4 separate regions of the Sus scrofa genome follow, and regions 1, 2 and 4 are each linked to region 3. Evidence: chromatin contacts called from public Hi-C and HiChIP or PLAC-seq data. All regions are on one chromosome and are shown on one strand. The core of a region is the stretch at or near the end of the contact, and the rest is flanking DNA. Distances in the headings are between cores, read along the strand shown.

Region 1 (3,059 bases), core at 120-2,619, 170 kb after region 3:
CAGTCAACAGCCAACAACATCCCGGCAAGACCCTCCATCGGCAAAAACATGATGAAACGCTGGAATATATATGTATAACTAAATCACTTTGCTGTACATCGAAAATATTGTCAATTAACTCTATTTCAATAAAAAGCAAAACAAAACAAACAAAAAAAATTTTTTTAAAATTAAGGTACCTAGGAAGTTCCTGGCATGGTTCAGTGGTTACGGACCCAACTAGTATCCATGAGGACGCAGGTTCAATCCCTGGCCTCCCTCAGTGGGTTAAGGATCTGGTGTTGCGGTGAGCTGTGGTGATTTGACCCCTAGCTTGGGAACTTCCTTCCATATGCCATAGGTGTGGCCCTAGAAGGCTAAATAAATAAATAAAGTTAGCTGCATCGTTTTTAAAAGACATAATGCTATTGCACACTTGATACACAGAGTAAACATAACTTACATGCGCTGGGAAAGCCAACAACTCATTTGACTCACTTTATTGCAATGTTTGCTTTATTTCAGTGGCCTGGAATTGAACCCCCAATATCTCTGAGGTCTGCCTGTATGCACACATCCTATTAGTTTTGTTTCTCTGGAAACCCTGACTGATAGATTTGTCATTACTTCTCTAAAGACCCAGAAATCTCTTTATCCTAACTTTGGATTCAGACCTTCTTCTTCTTTTTTTTTTTTTTTTTTTTTCTTTTCTAGGGCTGCATCCGTGGCATATGGAGCTTCCCAGGCTAGCGGTCTAATCAGAGCTGTAGCTGATGGCCTACACCACAGCCACAGCAACTCCGGATCCTTAACCCACTGAGCGAGGGAACCTGCAACCTCATGGATCCTAGTTGGGTTTGTTAACAACTGAACCATGCCAGGAACAACCCAGATCTTCATATTAAAGAAATAATATTCTTTTATTCTTCTTCTTTTTTTTTTTCCTTTTTAGGGCCACACCTGTAGCCTATGGAAGTTCCGAGAGAAATAATGTTCTAAAACAGCCATTGTTCCGAGTGGGTGTAGGATTATTAAACAACTAGTTTCAAGTTGGTGATGAGTTGGGGGACTGCAGAGACAGCTGTCAGGGGTTTTCCCAACTGAACCGAGGATGTAACAGCAGGAAAGAAGCTCACCCTGGGAAAGGTCAGAGTCAGGTTAAACATCAACAAAGATTTTTTTCCTCCCTGCTGCATCCCTTCCTGTTTGGGGCAATTTATCCATGTGGTCAGGATCCGCTCTACACCACCGGGCTCCCTGTGGTTGCCTCACGGTCTGCCCACATCCATTCTCCCTAAATAGTACCCCACATTTCCTTTGGGGCATAGCCCTCCCTGTCTGTGGGTGGGGGATTGTGGTGACGCTCGCACATGGGAATTCAAGGGATCGGCCTCTCCTGGCTCCAGTTCAGCTGCAGCAAGAGTGCGTGACTTCAGCTCAGCCAACCGGTTACTCTCTCCTGGGACTTTGAATCTTGAACAAATGACAGGAGACTAAGAGGGGAAAGCTGGCGCCATCCACGGCAGCTGAGGTGGAAGAGGCATCCGTATTTTGAAGAGGCTCCTCTGGTTATGAGACAATTTCTAGAGTTTCTTCAAACCTTGTCCAAGTTTTGGCCTTTTTTTTTTTTTGGTGGTGGTGGTGGGGTGTTGAATCCGAACCACGTCTGTGACCTATGCCACAGCTGTGGCAATGCCGGATCCTTAACCCACTGCACCACAGTGGGAATTCTTCCAGAGGGCTCTTGATATTCCTGATATTTCCAAATCTGATTCTCAGAGTCCTATAAATTCTGACAGTCCCTATGAAACTTTGCTCGATTTATCCAGAATTGGCTTCTATAATGGACAACCATGACCCCTGACCACTGCAAGTCCTTGGGTTCTGTTCTTGGATCTGCTTCTAACTGAGTGATAAGTCATTTCACTTGCATGAGCCTCACTTTCCTCATATGTAAAATTAGGGACTGAGACTAGATCCATATTCTGCAAATACTTTTCAGCCACAAAGAAAACTTTGTGTAGGGAGTTCTCTTGTGGTGCAGTAGGTTAAGGGTCTAATGTTGTCACTGCAGTGGCTTGGGGTGCTGCAATGCCACAGGTTCAATCCTTGGCCCCAGGAACATCCACATGCTGCAGACATGGCCAAAAATAAACAAATAAACAAATAAATCAAACCACCAAACCACAAAAAAACAAAAACTTTGTGTAAACAAAAACTTCCTGATGGGAGCAAATAGTCATAAAACTGATCAGTGTAGCACTGCTCTGGTTAAAGAATTTCAAAACTCCTGAATCCGTCCCTTAGCTCTTTCTTAAGAGCACCCCATCGTGACTTCTGCTCTAATAACGTAATGGGAAACGCTTACACTTCCCCTCTCTCATTGCAGCAAAAGACGGCCTGGGTCAACTTCATTAACTCAGGGAGGCATCAAACTCTCAGTTTCTCATTGACAAAGATTTGTTTCCTCTTAAAGAAATGTGCTAAGCACATGCTTGTGAAATGTTTAAATACACGCACGCACACGCGTGCATACACACACACACACACAGAGTCAATTTAGCTGCCAAGTTTTAAGAGCACTCTTTTTTTTTTTTTCTTTTTGTCTTTTCTAGGGCCGCACCTTGAGGCATATGGAGGTTCCCAGGCTAGGGATCTAATCGGAGCTGTAGCCGTCAGCCTGCACCACAGCCACAGCAACACCAGATCCGAGCCACGTCTGTGACTTACACCACAGCTCTTGGCAACGCTGGATCCTCAACCCACTGAGCGAGGTCAGGGATTGAACCTGAAACCTCATGGTTCCTAATAGGATTCATTAACCACTGAGCCACGACGGGAACTCCTAAGAACACTCTTTATTGTGGATAAGGCACAACAAAGCCACAAAAAGCAAAAAAAGTATTGGAATGTGGATGTCCTACTGCTTTTTTTTTTTTAATTTTATTTTTATGGCCGTACCTGCAGCACATATGAAATTTCCTGGGCCAGAGATCAAATCCGCACCTCTGTAGCAACCAAAGCCACTGCAGTTGGATTCTTATCCTGCTGTGCCACAGAGGGAACTCTTCCTGCTGCTC
Region 2 (2,986 bases), core at 354-2,853, 160 kb after region 3:
AAAAAAAAAAAAAAAAAAAAAAAATCTCATTATACCCACTTATTCTCTGTAAAACTGAGCAAATTGACTTTCTGAAAACTCACTTTCCTCATTCATAAAGCTGGAATAATTATAGTAGCAACTGCTCAGTGGTGTTGTGAGGACTAACAAGAAATAACATATATGTAAAGATTTTAACACAGGGCCTGGCACAGAGCAGATGCTTCATAAAAGCTATAATAGTAATGATTATCTTCCATGGTATTTAGCTCTACCTTTAAGATCAGCCTATACGTCTCCTCTCCTTGAAGACTTTTCTAATTCATCCCAATCCGGGTTAAATGCCTCTTTTATGCGCTCCCATCTCCTCTGTGTTGCCTCTTATCTGCTGAGATTCCTCCCAGAACTGCAACCTTTTGACACCAGGTGTCTTTCCCATTAGATCGCCAGCACCTCAAACAATGGCATATAGTAGTTACTCAATAAATACTAGTTGAATGAATGAATGACTGAGCACTGCTTGTGATGGGGCCAAAGGGGAAGCTTGCTCGTCTTATTTTCCGTTAGAAGCCAGTGGTTGGGGAAAGAGGCAGAGGAACGGAGAAGGAGAACGTGGACTGAACACTTGCCAAAGGCAGGTCAGCCCCTTCCTGTGGTCGTTTTTGGGGTAGAAGAAAAACTGAGTGAAACCTTGTTCCAAGCTGGGCCTAAGAAGATCAACAAGCCAAGCGTTCCACCTAGACAATGGCCCGATTCTCCCTGTCCGGGGAAGGTGGGAAGCGTGGGGAACCAGGCAAACATCCCCTTCCAATTTCCTTCCGGCTGCGCTCTGCTCCTATAAAGCTTCACAGCCCCCCGCCCCCCGGGGCCTTGCCCTCATGGAAGGCATCTCCAAATCCGAGACAGCCTCTTATCCGGTGAGATCTTTGAAGGCTGGCTGGAGCTGCAGTGAGTCTGAATCACCCCTAACCACAATGGCCTTAGAATGACAGAGGGTTTCTGTTTCCAGGGCGTGTTCCCAAGTGAGTTTTTGTGGCCCAGTCCGCTTCCACGTGGCCCCTGCCAACTGGGAGCCAAGATTAGCAGTTTGTGTAGATCAAATTATCGAATTTCAAAATACCCATGAAAGAGTGTAAAAACAAAACAACAGCAGAAGCACAGAGCTGAGGGAGACGTGGTTTAACAGAAGCACGTGTGAAAAGCGACTTCGCACTCCAGACGCCTATAGGCCCAGCGTGAGTCAGCTGGAGATGTGGGTGCCAAGAAAACCTCAGGCAGGCCTGGACCCAGTGGAACTTCCAGAAAAAGAAAGGGCATGGCTGACTCTACCCCATGCTGGTCAGACCACCCTGGAGGAGGTTTGGCTCTGTCTGGATGCCCCATGGTGTGGAGGGAAAGGGTGTGTCCTGAGGGGAATTACTAAGACTGGGGGGTGGGGTGGGACTCAAGACTGTGCCAAAGACGGAGGTGAGCACCCAGGAGGAGAAGGGGCTTAGGTGGAAGGGGGAGGGGAGGGGGGGCTGCTGTCTGCACCTTCTGCGTGGAAGCCCTTCTCCTTACGTCTGCCTGGTGAACTCCTACTCATCCCTTAGGCCTCTGCTCCCACCGCTTTCTCTGAGAAGCTTGCCCTCAGCTGTCTGAGTCAAAGCAGTCATGCCTCCGTGGGCACCCCCTCCTCCTGCATCTGGGAGCCAGGTCCCTCCATGACAGCGCCTCTCACCTGCAGGGACACTGGCTGAGCAGAGTCCCTGCCCTACTTATCTCTGCAACCCTAGTGCCTGGCACAGTGACTGTTCTTCAGCAAAGGTCTGATGAATTAAATCGTTGGCAAGAATGTACATAGCAACAAGGATGGAACTAGAGATTATCACGCTAAGTGAAGTAAGCCAGACAATGACAAATATCATAGGATATTGCTTAGATGTGGAATCTAAAAAAAAAAAAAAAAAAAAAAAAGATACAAATGAATTCATACACAAAACAGAAGTGGCCCCACAGACTTTGAAAACGAATTTATGGTTACCAAAGGGAAAAGGAGAGGAGGGATAAATTAGGAGTTTGGGATTAACAGATACACACTCCTGTCTATAAAATAGCTCACCAACAAGGACCTACTGGGAACTATACTCAATATTTTGTAATAACCTGTAAGGGGAAAGAATCTGAAAATGAATATATATGTACAACGGAATCACTTTGCCGTGCACTCAAAACTAACATAACATTGTAAACCGACTATACTTCAATAAAAATAAATAAATGGAGAAAAAAACGGTTGGCATGAAAATAGTCACTGAACATTTTGACTATGAGGAAGAAAGATTATATTCTATGTGGCTTGAAAAAAACGGAAGTGGAAGGGAGGGTGGAGATTATGAGAAGGTGGATTTCAGCAAAATTAGGAAGTGCTTTATAATAATAATGACGATAGATTTATTGGGCATTTTGTTCATCTATTGCTGCATACGAGTTACTGCAAAACGTGGCAGCCTAAAACAATAAACAGTTATTACCTCATGCAGTTGCTGGGAGGCAGGAGCTTAGGAGAGGCGGGCAAGAGTGGGTCTGGCTTGGGATCTCCCATGAGGTTGGAGTCAAGATCCCAGCCAGGGCTGCAGTCCTCTGAGGACTTAACTGGAGCTGGAGGATCTGCTTCAAGATGGCCCTGCACACAGCTGCTGGCCGGAGGCCTCAGTTCCCCTACTGTGGGCCTCTCCGTGGACTCTCTGAATTTTGACCTCATGATGTAGCAGCTGGCTTCCACCACAGCAAGGGATCTGCGAAAGACAGCAAGGAGGAAGCTGCGAAATGTCGTTTCTGACCTGCCTCGGAAGTCCCGGCCTGTCGTTTCTGTAGTCCTAGCTGTGGGAAAAGACCGCATGTAGGCATGAGAATCCTTGGGTTCATCTTGAAGGCTGGCTACCAGGCTGAGCACTAGCCATGTACCAGGCATTGCGCTAAGACTTTTTTTTTTTTTTTCTTCTTCTTTTTAGGGCCACACCTGCAG
Region 3 (2,818 bases), core at 271-2,770:
ATATTTAAATACACATGCCCATATATATAGAATGAAATCACTTCATTTCTATCATTCTTATTTTCTTTTCTTTTTTTTTTTTTTTTGGCTGCATTCACAGCATATGGAAGTTTCTGGGCCAAGGTATCAAACTGGCACCACAACAGCAATACAAGCCACTGCAGTGATAATGCTGAATCCTCAACCCAATATGCCATTAGATATCTCTAACTATCATTCTTTATTTTTTTTTCTTTTTATGGCCACACCTGCAGCATATGAAAGTTCTTGGGCTAGGGGTTGAATTGGAACTGCAGCTGCTGCCTACAGTGGAGCTGCTGCTGCTGCCTACATTGGAGCTTGTGGCAAGGCCAGATCCCTAATCCACTGAAGGAGGCCAGGGATTGAACATGCATCCTCCTAGAGACAACATTCAGTCCTTAACCTGTGGAGCCACAACAGTGCTCCTATTCTTATTATTTAATGGCATATAAGCATAAAGTTAAATGACTGATGAATTCAGAATAGTAATATGTAGGTGTAAAAACTGCCTTAAAATGCAAATAATTTCAGTAAGTATCAAAGAACAATATGGAAAATAAAATTAATCTCCAAGTAAAGAGAGCTCTCAAAAACTAACATGCACAATAATATTTTACTTCTAGGCCTTAAGATAAAGTAGAATTTACATTACTTGCTACAAATTCTTTTGGAACAGAAAGGACAAATTGTTTTTCAAAAATGAGAAAGGGGAAAGAAAACAGACTTTCCATTTCATGGCAGATCATTCATCCTAAAATACTTCAATTGACCATAGAATTAAAATTGGATTTGGCTCACAGAACATTAACAGGAATATACAACTAATATACAAAAACACTCTTATTAAACAAATTAAAGCTCTCAAAGGTATAAAGAGTAAAGCTAGACTCTTCCTTCAAATCAGCCTTATCCTAACTCCAAAATTATCATGACATACAGTATTACAATCATATTCATAATATAGTATTGGAAACACTGTTACATTTTTTACAAAAACCACTTACCTGTGATAATAGGCTGATACATAGTTTCTCAGAAAGAAAAAGTAACAGAGAGACAGAGAAAGGGAAGGGAAGGAGGGAGGGAGGGGGAGGGAGAGGCATACTCATACAGTTTTTATCATACGGTTATTACATTTTTACACACACACACAAGTAAGTTCTATTAACTCTACGGCATGATGATTTACTATTCATTAAGTGGAAGTAAATCATCGTAAAGGTCTCAGTCCTCACTGTCTTCACACTGAGTGGGCTGAGGAGGAGAAGAGCGGTTGGTCTTGCTGTCTCTTACTGTCTCAGGGGCGGCAGAGGTGGAGGAGGTGGAAGGGAGGCAGGAGAGGTAGGCAAACTTTAACTCTACAGAAAAACATTTTAATTTGTGTCAAACTTGTTTGCCTTTTCATTTCTCTAAAAATGTTTCTACATGATTAACAACCCTTCCACTGTCTACTTTAGTTTCAGTTCCCATATCATAGAAGGGTCCAGATGATAAAAGAAGTCAAAAGCAGTCTTGAATAATTAGAACCCTTCTGCCAGACTGTCACATGTCGGTCTGTTTTCTGGCACTGCTTCTACATGTTCTTCCTCATCATCTGGCACTGGTTTGGAAGTACTCATACGTACCAACATCTTCTGTTAACTCCTCTGGTGTGGTATCTATTAGCTCTTGAATTTCTCCAAAATCCGTATCTTGAACATCTCCACCCTCCACTTTCTTGCTATACCTACAATCTCTTTTATGATTTCCTTAAATGGCTCTTTAATACCATAAAGTTATGTACATCCAGGCATAATTTTATCCAGCTAGAATTTATTGTTTAGAGCTTGATGGCTTTCATAGCTTTCTCTGTAACAATGATGGTATCTTTAAATGTGTCATCTTTCCAGACTTACCAGTTCTCTCTATTGGGGTTTTCCTCCACACCGCTGACAATCCTTTCCATAGAGTATTGTATATAATAAGCCTTAAAGGTCCTTATGAACCTCTGATCTATTAGGCTGAATGAGAAATGTGATTGGGGAAAGCAGACCACTTTGACATTTTCAGTGTTGGACTCGTGGGGTAATGGGTGGCCAGGGCATGGTCCAGTATCAAAAGAACTCTGAAGGCAGTCTCTTACTGGCAAAGTACTCCCTCAATTCAGGGACTTGGCATTAATGAAACTAATCCAGAAAAAGGGTTCTCACTGCCCTGGCTTTCTTGTCGTACAACCAAAAGGCTAGCAACTGGTATTCACCTTTTACTTTCAAGCTTGAAAGTTAGAAGCTTTATAGACAAGGGCAGTTCTGCATTTGCACAAAACAGCAGAGTTAAACCTGTTCCTTCCTACCTTAATCTTGGGGTTTGCTTCTCTTCCCTTCTAACAAATGTTCTTTTTTTTTTTTTTTTTTTTTTTTTTTTTTTTAGAATAGAGTACTGTTCAGGCTGTTTATCCTTTCTCCTTCAATGATTTTCTCAACGGTGTCTGGGAACTCACTTGCTGCCTCTTGGTCAGCAAAAGCTGCTTATCCTGTCACCTTGATGTTTTTAAAGCCAAACCTTAATAAAATTATCAAAACATCCTTTGCTGGAATTAAGTTCCCCAGCTTGAGATGCTTTATTTTCCTTCAACTTCAAGTTGTCATATAAAGACTTCACTTATTCTCAAATCATACTGAAGTCTACAGGTATATCTTTCTTATAACAATTCTGTACTCACAAAAAAGCTGGATTTTCAATATGAGATAAAAAGGCATTTTGCAAAAAGTGCAAGGTGTTCATGCCTACTGGAGTAGCTGCAGCAACAGCTTGATGA
Region 4 (3,162 bases), core at 277-2,776, 190 kb after region 3:
AGCGTACCGCCACGAAATGAAATAAAAATGGAGATGCGAGTTTTTTTTTTTCTTAAGCAGTATAAAATAATTACATTGTGTTCATGATCAAATATTCAAGAGTAGACAGAGAAGATTAAGTCTCTCACTTCCTCCCAGCATCAGTCTTACCTGAAGCCCCTACGCTGTTGCTTTCTTGGTGATCCCACAGAGATGTTCTACATACATACAGGGACCTAAAAGTCAGAGTGAGGGGGGCAAGAGGGGACATGAAATCCACCTAAGACATGGCTTCTGGTCCTGAGAAACAACCTTCTTGAAGGAAGGCCAGCCCCAACCTGTTAGTTGGCAGCAAGAAGCAGTGTGTGGGAACCTGTATGCTGTCCTTGCTCAGGACTACTTGGAGACAGGACTCAAGCCCCAAGCCCAGACTGATTTCATAAACCATCACCATCCCAGATAAAGAGGATTCCTAGACCGAGTCCCTATGCATAGTTGGAATACACACATTTTAACTCTTCTTTTGCAGAGTTCCAGCTCTTGGGCTTTTAAAGCTAGGATAGGGAGTTCCTATCATGGCTCAATGGTAACAAACCCAACGAGCACTTGTGAGGACGCAGGTTGGATGCCTGGCCCCACTCAGTGGGTTAAGGATCTGGTGTTGCTGAGAGCTGTGTTGTAGGTCTCAGACGTGGCTCGGATCCCACATTGCTGTGGCTGTGGCACAGGCCAGAAGCTATAGCTCCAAATCGACCCCCCAGCCTGGGAACTTCTATACACTGCAAGTGCAGCCCTAAAAAGTCAAAAAACAAACAAACAAAAACTAGGGTATATCTGAGTCTGGGGTTGGAAACCAGGACAGGCACAGAGCAAGAAAATTAATCATTCATCAAGCTTTCTTGCTTGAACTGTAATTACAGGTTATTACAGGATAAACCAAAAACACCCTATTGAACAGAGGCACTGTGATGAGACACAGGCTCAGGAACATGTAGAAATGTGGCATCGTTTACTGGTATCTTCTCCTAGACCATCTGAAAAGTGGGGAAATCCATGGAGGTGTAATGACTCGCCTAAGGTTACCAGGTGAGTTTTGACAAAATGAAGGCTAAAGCACACGGTTTTGACTCTGGGTTGAGAGCAATTTCCAAGTACAGCCTCCCCCACATAAGAGAACAATGCGAGTATATTAATATCCATCCTGAGATGCAGTTGTGTCCCTTTTCTCACTTCAAGTAGGAACTGATGAAGAAGTCAGGCTTGGGAGGACAGGTCAGGGACTCAGTTACTGTGTAACTGTCACAGTTCCCAGCTAGAAGCCATAGAAATGGAATAACTGACTTAAGAAGAAAGTGTCTAAAAAGGTTAATGGGCAGCTCACGGAGCCATCAGGACGCTTGAGAACTCAGCTCAAAGCTACACAGACAGGAACACCACCCCAGACGGAAACTTCGTGTGTGCCACAGTTTGCTCCTGCCGCCCCCACTGTGCCAGGAATCCAGATCTGGCCACGCCCTCCACCCCTGAGAGTGGATACCCTCTGGCCCCTGTTTGCCCAGGCCATGCGCAGATCCCTCTGACTGGTGAGCCTTGGACTATACACCCAGGATCTAGATGCAACGGGGAGGGTGGAAAAGAGAAAGGGTAACATTTTCAGTTTCTCTAGTGGGAGGCAGGTGGTTCCTCTTAATAAAACCGTAAGTGGAGAGTCCTCTTAACATAAGAGATGCTGGCTGGCCAAAAAAAGGGGCGGGGGTGCAGAGTGGGGACAGAGAGGGAGAGAAATGTCCCCCAGCTACTGGAACTGGGGCACAAGGAAGACAGGACTGGCCCTGGCGCTGCTAGAGAGAGGAGAGCCCTCAGCAGGGACAGGGCACAGGTGGATCAAACTAAAATTCGACTTCATGGTGCAAAAATGTGATGTGTGAGCCATAAAAACTCCACTATCCCACAGCCCCAGGATAAGAGTTGCCAAATGCAAGTCACATGCTTGGGGAAACTGCAAACACAGGAAAGGAAATTGAGCAATCTCAAGGAGAAATGAAATCGGAATATGTTCCAGGAGGAAGGGAAGGTTCATTTCTCCCAACCTTCATTGAGAGATGGTTTGAGTGGGGAGGGGGAAGAAAAGAGGTGAACGCATGTTATGCTCCTACTCTGAATGCAGGCAGGACTGGACTGTAATGGACATATCATCTACAACACGGAGAAGAGAATTAACCTGGAGGAAGAAAGGGAAATGTATAATCTAGATAAGTTGAGGGGTCAGGGAAAGACTACTTTCCACTTGTCACACCCTCCTGGCTTCTCGCCCTGTCTCACAAGCCTCTCTTGGGAAGAGGAGGTGGGTTGGCAGGCTGGGGAGGGCTGTCTAAGCCTCGCCTCCTGTTTTCCTTCCAGTGGGGTCTCCTGCCAGCTGGCCAGCTGCAAACATAGTTGTAAAGGAGCGAGCCCTGCAGCAAGGCTCAGGGCTTCCAGTACGTCTTCCGACTGGGGTTGGGGGGAATGCCTAATTCTAGGGTGTTTATTAGGAACTTGGTTGTTGCCCAGTTCACCTAAATCTACAGCCTCCATCCTTGTTTCAATCAGCTATGAAGGGGATATTGCAACCAACACCTGCTTTACTCCTTTAAGTCTCAGTAGTTTAGAACTCAGCCCTAGACGAGGGATATGGTTTAACCCGTGCCTCTAAATCCCATCAGTGAATTCTGATAGCATTAGCACAGACATTGTCAAATGTTAAAGGATTCACTTTTTTTTTTGTCTTTTTAGGGCCGCACCCATGGCATATGAAGTTACCAGGCTAGGGGTCGAATTGGAGCTACAGCAGCTGGCCTACACCACAGCCACAGCAACTTGGGATCTGAGCCACATCTGTGTCCTACACCACAGCTCTCAGCAATGCAGGATCCTTAACCCACTGAGTGGGGCCAGGGATCGAACCAGCGTCCTCATGGCTACTAATCAGGTTCATTATTGCTGAACCACAATGGGAACTCCTAAAGAATTCACTTTTTTTTTTCTTTTCCTTCTTTCTTTCTTTCTCTCTTTCTCTCTCTCTCTTTCTTTCTTTCCTTTAGAGCCACACCCACAGCATATGGAGGTTCCCAGGCAAGGGGTCGAACTGGAGCTTTAGCTGCTGGCCTACACCACAGGCACAGCAACACCAGATCTGAGCCCCAG

Evidence for each region. A called contact is a pair of places that touch in the nucleus more often than the background predicts. HiChIP or PLAC-seq counts read pairs in DNA pulled down with a chosen protein or histone mark.
Region 1: a Hi-C map of alveolar macrophages shows a contact between it and region 3, with 2.8 times the contacts expected there. The contact joins two enhancer-like sites. A contact is called at or near these places in 1 of 5 promoter capture datasets (liver), 17 of 47 Hi-C or Micro-C datasets (alveolar macrophages, embryonic fibroblasts, epiblast stem cells and 9 more) and 2 of 2 datasets of contacts at active chromatin or transcription factors (alveolar macrophages and skeletal muscle).
Region 2: a contact with region 3 is called in an H3K27ac HiChIP or PLAC-seq map of alveolar macrophages. The contact joins two enhancer-like sites. A contact is called at or near these places in 4 of 47 Hi-C or Micro-C datasets (embryonic fibroblasts, epiblast stem cells, fibroblasts and 1 more) and 1 of 2 datasets of contacts at active chromatin or transcription factors (alveolar macrophages).
Region 4: an H3K27ac HiChIP or PLAC-seq map of alveolar macrophages shows a contact between it and region 3. The contact joins two enhancer-like sites. A contact is called at or near these places in 1 of 47 Hi-C or Micro-C datasets (embryonic fibroblasts) and 1 of 2 datasets of contacts at active chromatin or transcription factors (alveolar macrophages).

The regions. Positions count from the first base shown.
Region 1 is chr12:43,812,327-43,815,385 of Sscrofa11.1, forward strand. No RefSeq gene overlaps it. Among named protein-coding and RNA genes, the nearest start is that of NF1, 60 kb to the left of the region's middle. Within about 2 kb of position 1,370, at least 27 of the 83 cell types and tissues checked have an H3K27ac peak or open chromatin away from gene starts, as enhancers often do. A contact at or near this core is called in alveolar macrophages and retroperitoneal adipose tissue, where this site is marked.
Region 2 is chr12:43,793,863-43,796,848 of Sscrofa11.1, forward strand. No RefSeq gene overlaps it. Among named protein-coding and RNA genes, the nearest start is that of NF1, 41 kb to the left of the region's middle. Within about 2 kb of position 1,604, at least 16 of the 83 cell types and tissues checked have an H3K27ac peak or open chromatin away from gene starts, as enhancers often do. A contact at or near this core is called in alveolar macrophages, where this site is marked.
Region 3 is chr12:43,638,466-43,641,283 of Sscrofa11.1, forward strand. The region is part of intron 14 of NF1 (neurofibromin); the gene reads right to left. Among named protein-coding and RNA genes, the nearest start is that of OMG, 71 kb to the left of the region's middle. Within about 2 kb of position 1,521, at least 6 of the 83 cell types and tissues checked have an H3K27ac peak or open chromatin away from gene starts, as enhancers often do. A contact at or near this core is called in alveolar macrophages and retroperitoneal adipose tissue, where this site is marked.
Region 4 is chr12:43,828,500-43,831,661 of Sscrofa11.1, forward strand. No RefSeq gene overlaps it. Among named protein-coding and RNA genes, the nearest start is that of WSB1, 55 kb to the right of the region's middle. Within about 2 kb of position 1,527, at least 28 of the 83 cell types and tissues checked have an H3K27ac peak or open chromatin away from gene starts, as enhancers often do. A contact at or near this core is called in alveolar macrophages, where this site is marked.